Linked DNA regions of Cricetulus griseus: regions 2 and 3 are each linked to region 1. A link is a contact called in public Hi-C data. All regions are on one chromosome and are shown on one strand. Each heading gives the region's core, a stretch centred on a gene start, on an enhancer-like site or on the middle of the called end of the contact. The rest is flanking DNA. Distances are from core to core; before and after follow the strand shown.

What was found. A called contact is a pair of places that touch in the nucleus more often than the background predicts.
Region 2: a Hi-C map of the CHO-K1 cell line shows a contact between it and region 1, with 4 times the contacts expected there. The contact joins the enhancer-like site here to the promoter of Pdhx in region 1. A contact is called at or near these places in 3 of 8 Hi-C or Micro-C datasets (the CHL-YN cell line and the CHO-K1 cell line).
Region 3: a contact with region 1 is called in a Hi-C map of the CHO-K1 cell line, with 4 times the contacts expected there. The contact joins the promoter of Slc1a2 here to the promoter of Pdhx in region 1. A contact is called at or near these places in 5 of 8 Hi-C or Micro-C datasets (the CHK-Q cell line, the CHO-K1 cell line, fibroblasts and 1 more).

What each region holds. Positions count from the first base shown.
Region 1 is chr6:74,579,256-74,582,312 of CriGri-PICRH-1.0, reverse strand. It overlaps Pdhx (pyruvate dehydrogenase protein X component, mitochondrial), which reads right to left and starts at 1,264. Exons shown (of 11, transcript XM_027422371.2): 1 at 1,055-1,264. The coding sequence starts at 1,214. Apip (methylthioribulose-1-phosphate dehydratase) reads left to right here and starts at 1,454. Exons shown (of 7, transcript XM_027422369.2): 1 at 1,454-1,607. The coding sequence starts at 1,554.
Region 2 is chr6:74,853,176-74,856,361 of CriGri-PICRH-1.0, reverse strand. No RefSeq gene overlaps it. Among named protein-coding and RNA genes, the nearest start is that of Cd44, 91 kb to the right of the region's middle. Within about 2 kb of position 1,346, at least 2 of the 6 cell types and tissues checked have open chromatin away from gene starts, as enhancers often do. A contact at or near this core is called in the CHO-K1 cell line, where this site is marked.
Region 3 is chr6:74,977,763-74,980,855 of CriGri-PICRH-1.0, reverse strand. It overlaps Slc1a2 (excitatory amino acid transporter 2), which reads left to right and starts at 1,468. Exons shown (of 11, transcript XM_035446778.1): 1 at 1,468-1,773.

The DNA.
Region 1 (3,057 bases), core at 15-2,514:
TTACAAAGTGTAAGGAGCAGATTCCTAAGCATCCCTGAGTCAACGTTTCAGCTAAATGTAGGAAAGTTCAATTTTCACAAATGAGGATGAGGACGGGGCAGAGAAAACAGTATACACTACATTGTTAAAGACCACTATCAAGGGGCATTTATTAAACATCATACCAAAAATGACTTAGGTTAATTCCCATTACCCACTCTTTAGGAACCCCAAAGCACCCACTTTACTCTATAAGCTGTGTTTTTGTTTTTGTTTTGTTTTCTGGGCCTCAAACACCTCTGAAAGTGTGGACAATGCCTATTTCACCAGATGGTGCTAAGAATGATGACTTACATCTCTAATGATTCTGAAAAACGTCATCTCTGTCCCTCTAAACCCCAGCCCATACTCACACATGTAAGAAAGGTCCTGCCATTTGATATTCTGTATGTTAAATAATGGAAGAACAGTGGGTTTATCTCCGAGTCCAATACCATTACTTAAGAGCAATTTTATGCAAGAGCTTGTATGAATCTCATGCTACATGTTTTACTTGAAACATTCTGGTCATGTCTGTGATTCTGTATTTCTAATTTAAGTCTTGTATGCTGCAAAGGAGCCATTAAATGGAATTAAGATTCAAGGTTTCACAATAAGGACAGGCCCTTTGAATGAATAAGGATGGGTAACAGTGTATGGTCATCTTTATTACGATAGAGATGAATGATGAAACTAAAGGAATCTGACATGTGACTGAAAAGGGTCTAAAATAGGGGATTTAAAACAGACCCCATCTCGGTAACATCTAAATAAACTCAAATTCCAAAGCAAGGTCACAGAGAAGCCATATAGCCCTGGAGGCCAAGGACCGAGTCAAGCTCTACCAAGTCTGAAGACGGTCCTTTGCCGCAAGGCTTGCCATAGGCTAATTCAGGAGACCCGTTCTGGGGGAGGTTGAAGGGAACGGGGAGACTCGGCACCTACACTCACAAAAGCGGGTCCCCAAACAAGAACACCCCGATCCAGGCCCATTGCTCAGCTAAAGAGAGAAGTTCAACGAGCGCCAGCCACTCACCCTGCAGCGGCTGAGCGCCATGAAACCACCTCCAGCTCGCTCCACGGCCGACAGGCCACGCTGCAGCACCCTGAGCCCGGCCCAGGCTTCGACGGCTGCCGAAGCCCAGGAGGTAACGTAGCAGCGGCAGGTCACAGCGAAGCCTCCAGGAGGCCGCCATCTTCCCGGCCTTCTCCGGGACGGCTTACAGCGCGGATAGACCGGCGGCCTCAAGGACCGCCCAGGCCCCGCCTTGCATGGGCTAGCCCCGCCCACAGGGCGCGCTCCGCACCTTAGGACTCGAGGACTATCGTTCTAACACCGCCTCCAACCCTCATGGGCACGCCCACCAGCTGGTCTGCGCCGGCGCAGGTTCTCCTAATGGACGAGGCCCTATGAGATCCCGCCTCTCGCTCTTGCTCCGCCCCCAGGCTGCCCTCTCTGCCGCTTAATAGCGTTCTTGCCAGGAGTCTTGGCCTGGAAAGAGCGCGCGGCGGGTAACCCAGCGCAGGTCAGGGCCATGTCTGGCTGTCACGCTCAAGGAAACTGTTGCTCGCGTCCCTGCGGCGTGCAGGTAAGGACAGCGGTCTGCGATACACAGGGTGGGGTTTCGATCGGGCATTCTAGATGCCTGATCCCCAGCTCAGTCCGCGCCAGTCCGAGGTCCCTCCTTACCCGTAGTGGGGTGCTCAACCTGAACTGCCCAGGCTCCTGGAAGACAGCACCTGTTTTTGAGTTGTCCTTGTTTGCCTTACTTGACATTATGAAATGGGAAATCGTGGAAGTGATTCTTCTTTAAGGCAAATGGGCCCTCGGGGTGCATGGGTTTTTCTTCCGGTTAAACACGCCACAGTCTATGGAATGCCTTCTAGGTGCTAAGAAAATGGTGATCAAGAGAACTAAAGCCCTGCAGAAGACTAAGGGGGAAGTGCACGGAATTATCTCCTTTTATTAGCCTGTATTTAGGCCTAAGGTCTCAATTAAAAGTAAAATACAGGAAATTTTTGGTGCAGAGAATTTGTGAACTGTTATTGTCTTTGAATAAATGGCTTTCCCCAAATTCATAAAGAAAACCTTGGCTGGGCGGTGGTGGCACAGCACTCTGGAGGCAGAGGCAGGTGGATCTCTGTGAGTTCAAGGCCAGCCCGGTGTACACAACAAGTTCCAGGACAGGCTCCAAAGCTACAGAGAAACCCTGTCTCGAAAAAAAAAAACAAAACAAAAAGAAAGAAAGAAAGAAGGAAGGAAGGAAGGAAGGAAGGAAGGACGGAAGGAAGGAAGGAAGGAAGGAAAGAAAACCTTGTAGTTAGGCAAGATTGAGAGGGAGATCTTGCATATAAGACACATTCATTGGTGGCCATCCCTAGGCAGGTGTATGAGGAAACTAGAAGCGAAATATAAGAATCATTGCTAAGATGTCTCCATAGCACAAGTGTTTAAGTCTGCCGATTAGTAAATCTTGGTGAAGGTCATCATAGACATACAGATTTTTATTTTCATCTTAAGTATTGTGCCAGGTTGGTAAGATAAACTGTGATCCAAGTGTGAATGAATTTACCAATACAAAAATTAGCCACACACAAATAAGAAGCTGAAGGTATTTGTCATAAACAGAAGAAGAGGAAGGTAGTTTCAGATAGTGATTCATGAGAAACTTTATGAATACCTAGCATTTTAGAATGACCCAGATTTTGAGGAAACCCAAAAGAAAACTCTAAGGCCACCTTGACTGGAGATCCCATCACATGTCTCTAGCTTTTTCTTGCTGTGTGGGGGTATGGACTCACTGTTAAATTCTGCCTTTTTAGAGGGAAACTAGAAAGTCACATTTTGTGTGAAATCTCTTGATTTAAAAGTGTTGACTTGGGCGGGGCAGTGGTGGCGCATGCCTTTAATCCCAGCACTTGGGAGGCAGAGGCAGGCGGATCTCTGTGAGTTTGAGACCAGCCTGGTCTATAAGAGCTAGTTCTAGGACAGCCTCCAAAGCCACAGAGAAACCCTGTCTCAAAAAACAAAACAAAACA
Region 2 (3,186 bases), core at 97-2,596, 270 kb before region 1:
TCTTTTGTCTTCTTGGATTAACCTTGAGGATTCAAGGATTAAAGTCTGGTAGCAGAATTCAATTCCCATGTAGATCAAAAAGACTTTTTTTTGAGAAGTCCACTAGGGGGCATGTTATCAACAGGCCAGAGAGCCAACAAGATGGCCAAAAACCACAGAGAAAATGACAAGTTTCTAGAAAGTACATGAACACAGGTGTCAGGGACTCTTTGCTCATTCAGTGAGACTCCAGCTTGGTGTTACATGAAGAGAGACCACAGCATTGCCAATAGCTTTGCAGGTCAGGCTACATTTTGTGTTTCTGAGTTCCAGTGGTCCCCAAACCCAGACTTCAAAGATTTAGACAGTAAGCCAAGAGTGGCTAATCACCCTGCTGGAACTTCATATTGTAAACCTGACTCATGGGCTTGCTTTATAGCTATTATTATTTATGTAGCTACTGTGTTCTCAGACGAGACAATGAACAGCTGTTAGTTATTTGCTCCTGAATAACTGTTAAAGTTCCGCTCTTCTTTTCATGCTTTCCTTTTTATCTTTCTGACAGCTTTTCCTGGCAATTCTCTCTTTGTCCTTAAGCAGACTTCACATGACAAGAGGAGAAAGTAGAAAGCAAAGTTCTTGCAGAACTCCAGTGACTTACAGAGAATTCTGGCTTGCCCACTACTGCTCAAAACCAGTCTCTCCAGTTCTGGGCAGATGAATTCCAAATTACCTGCATAGGCTCTGTTGAGGCAGGACCCTGGAAAGGGGTACCCATTCCCTCCTCTCACAGTAACAAATCTGCCTAATTCAACAATTCAAAACCGGGGGCGGGTTCCCTTTCCTCTCTGATAGCCATTTGAATATCAGGGTGAGAGAACTAGGGATTCAGCAGTTCCATTCTTAGAAGTCTTAAGACAGGTTCAGGGATTCTTGGATCGTTGTTGACTTCCCTTTCAATCGTGATTCATGGTCTATCCAGCTCCCTACTGTGTATCACACAGAAATGGTGTTAAAGCTGTCAGGAATGAGGAGGAACGTGAAAGCCTTATGCATTTATCAAATTCCATCATCTCATTTAATTTCCCAGATGTCTTTCTGATAGAAATAATTATCCCCATCTTATAGATAAGAAAAACCAAGACACAGGATTGCTAAATGAATTAAGATGCACATAAGTAAACAAAAAAAAAAAAAACCGCCAAAGCTGGGTTTGAACTGAGTCTGGTTTTAAAGACTATCATGCTCAAACTAAGTGTTACCTGTCTTTGCTGGAGTTTGTGCCATTTCTCCTCAGGGAGTGAGGATAGAGGAAGTGGTTTGGATGAGACTGCTGGAAAACAGCAGTCACCGCATGATGAAGTCAGCAGTCTGGAAGTCTGAAGGGGATGGGATGGAGGGGGCAGGAGATGGGGAGTCCTAACAAGCAAACAAACTACTGGTGTTGAAGACCAGATGTCAGCACAGGCAAGGAATGGAGCCCGAGGCCAAGGCACTGGATCAGACTTCCTTCTTACACGACCCTTTGCGTGGGCCATCATGGCACAGCTCCCTACACTTCCGAATGACTTGATCCGTCTCCTTCCAATAAATGCAGAATCTGTGAGGTCCTTTATGGCTTTCTAAACAAACTCCATCAATATAGCCTACATGGTGCATCTCTTCACTTACTCCCAACCCTTCCCAGTAGCTTCTGGAGGACTCTTTCTACCTCATTAGGCACAGAAAGCTAGCTTAGGAGTGCTGGCCTGACTCGAAAGGTTTGGAGATGATCTATTAATGTCAACAAACTCAATTTAACACACTTATGACGATAGGCAATAAGACATAGGAAGTCAGAGCCCCATCCTAACCATACTGCTTTCTGCTTGGGTGGTTTGGAGACTACAGTGTATTTCTCTGTGTTTGTAGCTGACTCATCCATTAAAAATGGGATAAGAATTCCTCTTTTACTATTTGAGTGCATAACCACACATATCTACAAGTGATCAGTAGTAAATAGTAAATTTTGAGGCCATATTTGATCTGGGACTTTTGTCACCATTTGGAGGTACAAAACACAGAACCTGTTTTCAAGTGGTCTGCTGTAGTAGAAGAGACAGAATGATGGGGAAATGGATAGAATTTAACTGTATCAGTAACCTGTGGACAAGGTCAAGGTGCTATTAGGGAAGGAGAGTATGCTCAATCTGAATAAAGGTGGGGTGAGACAACTTCCTGAAGATGACATCAAAGCCATGGGTGGGTGCCCAATTTTGGTTAATGTGTAGCCACATCTTGGGTAGCTAATATTACATCAAGGATGCCAGCTGTTTGCTTTGGTGACTCCTTGCTCTTAGGTCTTGCTTTGAAAACAAAAGCTCTTCTGTGAAAAATCAATGAGCTTACCTCACAAGGTGCCCTGGGTTCTGAAATAATCTGGATATAGTCACCCTAAGTTAATAACCACACAATTAGGCTCAGAGTTCAGGAAATTGGAAGGGATGGTGAAGGCAGAGACTAAATACCTATGTACATGTGTACATGACAGGTAGGATGTGTGTGTGTGTGTGTGTGTGTGTGTGTGTGTGTGTGTGTGTGCATGTGAGTATTGTATGAATGTGTTCGTATGGATGTATGCGCCTGTACGTGAAGACCAGAGGTTGATGTTAAATGTTCTTGACATCTCTGATTTTTTTTCTACCTTAATTTTGAGATAGGTTCATTCACTGAAACTGGAATTGGTCTATTAAGCTAGCTTGGCTGGCCAATGAGCTTCAGAGGTCTGCCAGTCCTGGGTTTACAGACCTAGTGCCACCACTGCTCTTGGCTATTTATGTGGATGCTGGAGATGAGGATTTGAGTCCTATATAGCAAGTGCTTTATTGACTGCTCCATCTCCCCAGACCCTGAGTTAACATTTTTGAGAGCCTATAACATATCAGGCAACACTAAGTACCTCGTCTAATAAGGGTAACCCTATCACAGTTTTCCTGTCCACCCCTTTATTGCAGATGATGAACTAAGATTCCAATTATTTAAGGCATGTGAGCAGGGTTATATTAAGTAGGTGAGAGAATCAATATTAAAACTCAACATTTAATACTGACTCCAAAGCTCATGCTCTTTTTAATGCTCTGGGCACCCTCCCAAACACACACATACTTGCACATGCTTGCTTCTTTCTTTTCCAATCTCATGCCATTTATGAATTTGTTCATGGTTTTC
Region 3 (3,093 bases), core at 219-2,718, 400 kb before region 1:
CCAGGGAGGCTGACCCACTCTGCTTTGTCCAGACTTCTCAGCACTCCATTAGATCAGATTGTGCCAAGCCTTTTCTGCTCTGCCTGCTCACTGTCTCTCAGATCTCTCAGAGCATTGGAACTATCTTAATTTATTTTCACCTCCACTTACTATCTTCATCTCAGTGAATGTTGGTGTAATTGAATTGTCTGCTCTGGGAAAGAGACTCACAAGGGCATAGAGAGGAGAGAAGAAATAGGCTTAAGCCAGCAATAGGGCCAAGGTTTTGAAGAGATGTCTTTTTTGCTCCTCCAGAGGTGTTCATCTTTATAGGGTGCTGGTCAATGGAATATCCCTATACAGCAGTCAATAACCAGTCTTTTGATTGCCAAGTCTTAGCAGGGTTCAGGTCGTTACAGACGCCACCATTTGGGCAGCAGCTCATCTCCTGAAGCCAAAAATGGATTTACCACGGTCCATGGTGTCCCTGCTCTGCTGCCTAGGAAAGACTACAAACTCCTCTCTCTGCACCTTTTTCAGAACACAGTGGGCTCTAGTCAGATGAGTATATTTGATGCCCCCATGTTTCCTGAGACCACCTGTCTCTCTTCTGAATCTTGTTTATTCTCTTTTGTTGTCCTTTGCAAAGGGAAACGAGAAGCTGGGATGGACATTTAGATACACGGAAGAGAGCTGAGGCAAAGTTGGTATTTAAATTGCATTAGTGAATAAAACTTCTTGTGCTTGACAGTTAACTGCTTATAAAGCTGATTTAGAAGAACAGTTACCAGAAGCTGCCAGTGCTGTGGCTAAATTGTTGCTTTTGATTGCTAAGGAACATCTCAGAATATTTAATCATTCCCAATGGAGTCCCCTTACTGTGACTTGCTGCTGGTAGAGAAATGACCTCATTAGCATGTGTGTTTGCTGCTAACCTGAACAAGAACGTTTATACATACATACATACATACATACATACATACATACATACCCCCTCAACACACCCTAGAGTGGAGTCCTTTGCTTCTGTTTCTTGGTACTTCACTGTGCTTCATGGTCTGTGTGTTCTGTTGGAATAAGAGGTCGAATACCATTCCAGGAACTTTTAACAGGAAAAAGAGCTAGCTAGCTATGAGCTTTGCAGGGCAGTCCCTAGCTGCAGCCACCCTCTGTCATTGGTAGGGTGATTACAGCTAGATTCAGATCCAAGGCTGCAGATTTTGAAGTGAAAATAGAATCAAAGCATAAATTCTGCATTTTCTCATTTCCTCTACTACAGAAGTTGTTGTGAGTTCTGAGAACCAGGTACTTACCCATTTGCTGTCTTCCTCCTGTCAGAAGACTCTTAATACATTTCTAGTCAGCACCAGATATCAATGCCCAATGTTTGCATCATTGTTCTCCAAAGAGGCCCGGCCATTTCTCCCAGCAGGGGGCGCAATGGAACTGTATGGCCACAGGCTGGGCACTGGGGATTTTCCGGCCACTCTGAAGCAAGCTAGAGGGCAAATCGTCCTTTCCAAGGCCAGAAGCAGCTGTTGCCCAGATTTTAAAGAAAGGAAGCCCTGATACTTTGGTATTGTACATTCCAAGTCACCCTGAGTTGTCCAATCAGACAGATATCCGTAGTTCTTTGGGGGCTACAGCCAACTGATAGCCTTGGGGACCTGAGGGAGTTGGCAGTCTTGGTCTTCATTACCTGCCCTGGCCCTGGCAATCTCTTTATCACCCTGTCCTCACCCTCCTGGATTCTCCTCAGCGAAGTTCAAGAAATATCACTGATTCCGGATTCAGGTATGTGCGAATGGTTTCTGTCTGGGTTATTGACAAGCTTCTTTGAGGTGAAGAGGCAAGTAGAGAATAAAACACAAATCTGCTCTAAGGCTGAATGGAAAGGTACCTGAGGAAATAAAGAGAACATTTGGACACTTGGAGAAGTCCCAGAATAAACAGTTCATGAATGGAGGCATGGAAGCTGATATTCTTTTCAAAATGACTAACTAGGCACCCCAGAGGGCTAGCTTGTGTTTCAAGCCAGGTGGCAACAAAATCAAAGCAGGCATGGAAACACTGTTTTAGTTAAAAAGATACACTCCTTTAGGAGTCCAAGATTGATACCAGGTCCATATGTTCTCTAAAGGGCTTCCCCTTTGCCTGTGGCTAAGCTACCAGAGGCAAACCAGTCAGGGGACAATTTGCCCACATTTTTTGAAAGCAGGAAACCCATTATTCTGCCCAGCTGTGGCTTTAATGTCTCACTGAGGGCATTTTAAGTGAAGCCTTGGAATTCTTCTGTCATTAGCTCATGGGATGTTTGTTGAGTGGCTGAATGAGTGAGAGTCTCCAGAGAGGGAGCTGACTGGAGGAGTCTTTATCACAAGAACTTCTGATTTCTCCATGAAGAACATCTCGGATTACTTGGGAACAAACAGAAAACAGAGAAGCAGGTCCAGCCAGCTTCACAAGCATGTGGTGTAGTGCTTGGCAGAACTTTTCAGTAACAAGTGGCTTCAACTTGTTAGTTTGCACTGTACCCCACAAATTATGTGGCCTGTTCTAACAGAGAGCCATTCAGGAACAAGCTTATATATGAAAAGCTCCTCGTGGTGACAGTGAACAAGAGATGAGAGTAGACCCTTTGAATACTTGGTATTTTGCTGTATGCTACAGTAATCAATGAAATGCTTTGCATAAAAGAGCTTCTAGGAGCCAGTGTTGGACAGTTATGAAGAAGTTTGAATCCTTGCTTAAAACCCCCAAAAACCTCCTATCTCTTCTCTCATTAGCTTAAGTCTTCAGGAAAGTTAATGAGCCTCTGTAAGACTCATCTTTTTTTAAGTAGGGACAATGCCACCTACTCAACAGGGTTTGGCAGACAAGGTATATGTAGAGTACTCTGGGCACAGTGCCTGGGATATGGATGACTCTCAGTAAAGGTAGCTGTCATTGTTCTTGGAATTGTAACTCTGGTTACCTGTAGCCCTCTGTGCTCAGTGTGCTTTTCCATCAGGCTCCTGAATTCGCAGACTGCATGGTACACGTGACGTGCACCCACAAGCACATTTGCTAAGTTTTTCCCATAAAGCTATTGGTGATAAGATTAGAAAAGTAGCC